Regions from separate parts of the Tachysurus vachellii genome. Here region 2 is linked to region 1. A link is a contact called in public Hi-C data. All regions are on one chromosome and are shown on one strand. The core of a region is the stretch at or near the end of the contact, and the rest is flanking DNA. Distances in the headings are between cores, read along the strand shown.

The links. A called contact is a pair of places that touch in the nucleus more often than the background predicts.
Region 2: a contact with region 1 is called in a Hi-C map of blood, with 3 times the contacts expected there. The contact joins the promoter of si:dkey-181m9.8 here to the promoter of dsela in region 1. A contact is called at or near these places in 2 of 3 Hi-C or Micro-C datasets (blood and muscle).

The regions. Positions count from the first base shown.
Region 1 is chr1:14,255,590-14,259,136 of HZAU_Pvac_v1, forward strand. It overlaps dsela (dermatan sulfate epimerase like a), which reads left to right and starts at 1,605. Exons shown (of 1, transcript XM_060873748.1): 1 at 1,605-3,547. The coding sequence starts at 2,441. It overlaps tmx3a (thioredoxin related transmembrane protein 3a), which reads left to right. Exons shown (of 16, transcript XM_060859794.1): 16 at 107-478. The coding sequence ends at 301.
Region 2 is chr1:14,570,428-14,574,388 of HZAU_Pvac_v1, forward strand. si:dkey-181m9.8 reads left to right here and starts at 2,313. Exons shown (of 22, transcript XM_060873800.1): 1 at 2,313-2,536. The coding sequence starts at 2,492.

The DNA.
Region 1 (3,547 bases), core at 355-2,854:
GGTGAATGTGAAGTAAAGAAGCCTCTCTCATCTTGAACAAATATTGGAGAAATATTTAAGGCAATTTTTTTTCCTATGTGATTCCTAACATTTATTTCTCGCTCAGATGAGTTTCGCCTCAGCTCCCTTTGGTACGTGTTTTCTTATTTCCTTGCCACTGTTTGTGATTGGATTCATTGTCATGGGAATCTGTACTGCTGAGCGAGTGGATGATGAAACAGCAGATGATGGCGCTCGTCCTGCGGTCACTCACAGGAAGAGAGCAGCGCTGAAACACTCTGAAGACAAGAAAAAAGATTAACAGCACCACAAACATGGCTCCCAGCCCTGGTCCTCGACTACCATTACTTTGAGAATTTGTCTGATTTATCTGCTCTAACACATACACATACACACACACACACACACACACACACACACATTAACTCAGCAAAGTGCTGTTCGACAAATTACTCTCATTAACTGTGTTGAAGTAGACAACTCTGCACTCTGCACTGTGTTATGAGAAAATGTATTAATCATTCATGAAACTCAGATTTTCAATTTATAAATAATAATAATAAACTCAGATAATTCATTATTTGTAATTCGTATTGCATTTTGTAACACTGTATCAGCACAAATGCTACGGTTCTCAGGGAAGTTTTAAGTTTAATCCTTACGCTTGATAAAATAAAACACAATCAACAACAAGGTTTTGTAGTGAACCAGAATCACTTCTATCCCTCTGTTTTTACTGCACAGAATGAAATGTTTTATTCTGCTAAAGCACTGCAATGTGCCAAACACTAGCACGTTTTATTTAAGGATGATGCGTCATGCATTTTTTTTATCCATGTATAGTTAAATTTTAATGTTGTGGAGCAACCACAAAACGACTTGGTTCCTGTTCCTTTGTGCTTTTTTAAAGCCACTTTAGAGGGTAACATCATTTGTACCTTATGATGTGGCTTGTAAAAATAGTGTTTTATAATACTGTTTGTAACTCACACAAACAGTATGTCTCACAAACTACCTTCTTATTACAGAGTGTATGAAACACACTAGAGGCTGTTTTGAAAGGCTGAGGATGGAAATGCACGATATTAAAGTGCTTAAATCTAATTTAGAATCGAATTTGGACACTTTTGAACTCATGTTTTAATCTAATTTGAGGCAGATTGATCAGATTCCGTTGCTTGTAAGAAAGAAAGATCATTTGTAAAGCCCAAAACACACTCAGTAATGCTGCTTAAATAATTTCATTACTTTGGCTTCCTTAATTTTGTCCTAAAGGTGTGAAAACCTTTGTGTTCAGCTTTCTAAAGTACTATTTTACTTTAGTTTACTTTTGGGCACAATCAATTTAAAGGACCTTTAGACTTTGAGTGGCTATCAGCTACTGTTATAAATAAACAAACAGATCAGAAATTAATGACTTGTTTTGCATTTCCGGTATCCACGCGCCACCTATTGACAGGAAATAGGCTGCACAGTTTGGAGAAAGAATCCATATCGAGAGACGGAATTGATATTAAAATGGCGAGTAACTAAACAACAAATGATTTTCTTTGATAAAAAGCTGGTTTATTTTTTCCGGAATCTCGCGTTTTATAATATATGCATTTTTCTACAGTTGCGCTGTACGTAACTTCCGGGTACGTCTCGGCATCACTCGCCATCATTCCTCTTTCTGCGGTTAGGACTTATATTTAGCAAGTTTGTGCTTGTTTTTGTCGTCGCTTGAGGCTGCTAACGTGTTCTGGCACGTCACGAGTGCATATTCGGCTCAGTAAATTGAGGTAAAAAAGATTGGTATTGGCTTGTTTTTGCGTCGAAATAAAGGGACTTGTTGCCGCGCATGCGCAGATCGACATCAGATGTGTTAGGCAACGGAGCCGTGGACGCAAAACACCGACGTGAATTCTCTCAGAAGGCGCTTTACATGCGCACGTTTATCTTTTGTACAGGAAAATAACACAATTTGGAACTGACTCCATGGAAACCACGTGTGGAAGAGATTGCCAGATGAAAGTGAAGGACTTATGGTGTCAAACCAAAAGGACTGAACAAGAGAGATAGGAAAAGAACATGGGGATGTTTAGTCATGGATGATGCATGTATTACACAAGCTTTCTCCTCACAAACAATGTTCAGGACTGTGTTATGTTTTCATGATCTACAATGAAGGAAATCTTCATAAACCTGGTGGTTTGGTGGTGGTCTACCTAGACCACAAAAACTTTTTCCTCCATACGAATTCAGTGCAACGGAAATTCATCAAGAACTTGGCAAGTACCCAAACACTCCATGTGAAATTCTTCTGTCTTGAAAGCATGATTCACCTCCTAAAATTGCTGTAGACGTGAGTAGAAATTAGAAGCAGTTTTTTTTTTTTGTTAAGGAGGAGTGTTTTTTGAGGAGAAAGAAAAAACAACAACCCACATCTGTCTTTTAGATCATGGCTTTATGCATGGTGAATTCTGCGCTTCTGCTATGTCTTGTGAATTTGGGATTTTCCTTCTCTGGGATATTTGACCCTTCAGGCAAATATGGCACAGTCAGTGAGCACGACGTGCGGGCAGATTTCCATACGAACACCAACACAACCACAGAGAGAGGATTTCTCATGCCATCAAACATCCACCCCAACCTTTATTTTGACCTGACAGAAGTGCGACGACTGAAAAAGAAAGCTGCCGGTACACATGGACACGTATTTAAAGTCATACGGAATGCCGTGACGATCATGCTCGACAGCCCGTCACTCTATCTGCCACCCATGAACCACGAGGAATTCGCAAAGAAATGGAATGAGATTTACGGTAATAACCTTCCGCCGCTTGCTCTGTACTGTCTACTCCAACCTGAAGACAGCACCGCATTCCAGTTTTTAATTAAGTACATGGATCGTATGGCTGATTATCCTAACTGGATGGTGACTAGTGCACCAAATGATGAGGTTCCAATATCCCATTCCCTCACTGGCTTTGCTACAGCTTATGACTTCGTTTATACCTATCTGGACACCCAGAGAAAGGTTCGCTACCTTAAGAAGATTCGTGCTGTAACGGCAGAACTTTATGAACTGTCCAAACATAGAGGTTGGGGTCGTCAGTTTCTACAAAATCACCAGACTACAAACATACTAGCTATCCTTACGGGAGCTATTGTAACCGGTGTCCACAAAGATCGTGAGACCATGATGTGGAAGCAGGTCGCAGTGAACTACATGGAAAAGACTATGTTCCTCTTGAACCACATCGTTGATGGTTCCCTGGATGAAGGTGTGGCATACGGGAGCTACACGGCCAAATCAATCACTCAATACGTTTTCTTAGCGTCACGTCATTTTGAAATCGACAATAAGAATAACAACTGGCTGAGAGCCCACTTCATGTTCTACTATGCCACTGTGCTCCCTGGGTTTCAAAGAACTGTAGGAATCGCAGATTCCAACTACAACTGGTTTTATGGGCCAGAGAGTCAGCTGGTATTTCTCGATGCATTCGTGCTCAGGAATGGCTCTGGAAACTGGCTGGCGCAGCAGATCAGGAAGTCCCGGCCC
Region 2 (3,961 bases), core at 1,063-3,562, 320 kb after region 1:
AATTTGTTTGTTTGGTTTTTTTTTTTAGAATCTCAAATCTCAGATTTGGAGGGGGTGAAGGTTTGGACAAGCGTGAAAAACAATCACGGAGGACAAAGTGCTATAGTAAAACAAAAGCTGCCAGTCTGATTAGTGAGCGAATTTAGAAAATAAAGATTTTCTAAACATTTATTTAAAAATATTTTCTTAATAATATTGCAGTAATATGTAACTATCAGATTTACACCAATCATTATTTTATTTGTGTAACCGAGAGTAATAATTGTGAGCTAGTTAGCAAGCTAAGCCAACTAGCTAGACTGATGAGAGCATGGATACTGTACATATGCATAGGTTTTTGTTTTGTTTTGTTTTGTTTTGATTTAAAAAAAAAAAAACTCTTTGACACATTTTTTCTGTAAGATTTTACTGAAAGCACCCTAAGATTTCAACCTACAGCAATGAACTGAAAACCAAATAAAAGTGTGTTTTTTTTAGCAGCTGAAGGGCTCATAGGCAGAAATATTTCCTTAAAAGTCAAAACAATCATCACTGACCCTCAAACCCATATATTTCCTCGTAATCCATACTTCCATGTCATTGTTAGTATGGTTAGCCAGCTAATCTGCTCTAACTCTGATACTTTTAAATATTCTTCATCACAACATCATCATCATCATCATGTTTGTGAATTAACAGCAGATCCACTACAAGTTCTGAGCAAAGCAGGTCACATAGGGATTTGAACTGACTAAACTGAATTGTATTGCATATCGTCAAATATCAAGTTAACAATTAAGGAGTCGTATCATTTTGCCAATTCTATTGTTAACCGGTATATATTTAAATCCTCAGGAGACTCGTGTTTCATTTAGGTATCGTATTTTGTGAAGGACGTCTTGGTCGTGATTAAAGAAAGAGATGAGATCTGTTGATCCAGAGCACTGATATGATCTGGATAATAATTATAACAGTAATTCATATCATCATTGAGAATCCTATCTCATCTAGGGTAAGACATGTTTAAGCGCTCTGTCTTTTGCAGATAAACTTGAGAATCATTATCTTGGCAGCACACTGTGTCTCTTCCCTCCTAATATGTCTGCTGAAACTCAAGAAGACCACACATGTGTAAGATTACTCAGACTTGAGCTCCAGGATACAGGATTAAATAAAAGAATGTAAAGTCTCCTTTTCCCTTCTATCTGATCTTATTTGCTCTCTGTGAAAAACTATAGGTGAAGTATATAAGAATTTAGGCCTTTTTTTTCTTTGTCTTTCTCCTTGCTTTCTTTCTTTTTTCTTTCTTTTTTTTTAACAATGACTTGTTCCTGTTTCTTTCTGAGCCTCGGGTTTTGTTCAGGGTTGCCAGAATGAAAAGATGGAATGCTTTGAATTATACACAAGGCCTGGACGTGTCTGATGGCCTCCACGCCACATTTAACCCCCATCAACTTTATGTGCCATCAACTATGCCAATAAAGACCTGGTTGCCTTGGACCGCAGGGTAATAAACAGCAGATTGATTTTAGGAGCTATACTGCCCCCTGCGGTCTGTTTTTTTTTACAGTCACCCTAAAATTTTAGTGTAAAAGGAAATATTTTAGACGCTTAAACTATATAGTATGTCATAAATATTCCTGTGGTTTAATTACTATTATATAAAGTAATAATAATAGTAAGAAGAAGAAGAAGAGGAGGAAGAAGAAGCGCTTAATAGTTATTATACAAAATTAAACAATAATTAACTAGTAATTAATTTAGATGTTTTATTCTTATGGATTTAAAATGAAATTTTATACATAACAACAATGTTAATCTATATAATTAATATAACGTAATAATATGAATTTACTTTACACTTATTGTAAAGAATGAATGAACATTATTATTATTACTATTAGTAGGAGCAGTAGTAGTAGTAGTGGTATTAATAACAATACTAATTATAATAATGAATAATAATAATTGGAGTTATTATTAATTTTATTATTGTTTTACATTAGATTTTAATTGCATGTTTTATGTATGATGAAATCTGCTATAGAATTATTATTATTATTATTATTATAATTATTAATAATAATAATAATAATAATAAACAAATCCCCAGCTTTCATACCAACAGTGGGCGGGGTTTATGTCGCCGTTGCTCAGACTCTCACGTTATACGTACCCGGAAGTAAAGCTGTGTATCTAACTCGCGTATGATATATATATCTACGCCCTGCGTCACCGTACGTATTCACGCTTTAAGCATGAGATTACGCAGACTTCCGTACTAGTTTAGTGCGCATCAGTAGTACGCAGCGTTACGTAGTCACGTACTATCTAGTACGCTAGTAAGGCTACTTTTCGCTTTAGAGCTCCGGTGACGGAAAAACAGAAACTCTGACTTTAGCTGTCAACTTGGCGTTGTGTGGGAACTTGTGGATATGGAGTTTCATTGGGACAGAACCGGCCAGCGGTGCAAACCTCTGCACGTAGTTTAAGAAGATACAGAAGTTTCAGAATGACCCGTGTGACTTCTGATTCGGAGTTTAAAACGCTAGCAGAGGTAACAGTTTATTAGCATCTAGCTACAATACAAACGCCATACTTAGCATCGTAGCGGTATCTTATTCGTTTATTCAACAGTACACACTGAATAAACGTGACACAATAATGTGGTTGACCAAATGATTTTGTAATGAAGGTCATTTAATGTAAAAGATAATTTAGGCTTTGTATGTGTAGGAGTTTGTGTTTACTAATAGAATGGCGTTTCAGTGGGCGTGGCCTAATGGGTGGCAGCTGCCCCTAAAAATAAATGTGTCTCTGAGCTTTAATAATAATAACAGTGATTATTATTATTATTATTATTATTATTATTATTATTATTATTATTATTATTATTATTATTGTACAAATAATAACATTAATAACAATAATAAAAACAATTATTATTTTTATTATTATTGTTGTTGTTATTATCATAACAACAATAATAATAACAATAATAATAAAAACAAAGAATATTATTATTATTAGTGTTATTATAAAATAATAATAATAACTTTAATTAAAAAATAAGAAAAACAATTATTATTATTATTATTATTATTATTATGGTTATTATGGTTATGGTTATTATTATAATTATAACCATAATAATAATAATAAAAACAATGAATATTATTATTATTGTTGTTGTTGTTAATTATTATAGAAATAATTACTTTATATAAAATATGTCTAAGAATACAATTATTTAATAAATACAATTAAATAATTGTGATATACAATTTTTATTTAATAATTAAATATACAATTAATTAATAAATTTTAATGTATTCTTAGACATATTTTATGTAAATTAATGTAATCATGCGCTAATTTATTTTACGTTCACCAAAGTGAGTGCAAAAGTTTACACCTCGTTTCTACTTGTACTTATATTGAACTGTAAAATGAAAAATTAATCTAGATTTGTAAAGTTTGTCGTGACAAACTTTGATGTTGGCTTGTCGGAGCAAGTATTCCCAAAGAAAGTGAAAGTGACGTGACATATGGTAAGTTTGGTGACCCATATGCAGAATTTGTTCTCTGCGTTTAACCCATCCAAAGTGCACACACAGCAGTGAACACACACACACCGTGGACACACACCCGGAGCAGTGGGCAGCCATTTATGCTGTGGTGCTCGGGGAGCAGTTGGGGGGGTTTGGTGCCTTGCTCAAGGGCGAACCCACAAACTTAGGGTTAGGAGTCAGACTCTCTAACCTTTAGGCCACGACTTCCCCGGTATGCTGGTGTGTCAATACTTTTGGGGGCGAGTGAAAACGAGCATGTGACGTCACCCGAATACCTATGACACGGTTCCCCTCATTGTTCTGTATGTTCTGATAAATCAGAATCATGTTTATTGACCACATGTTTACCCACAAAGGTGGGTAAGTAACTGATATATTTTATATGACTAAAACGTACACTATATGACTAT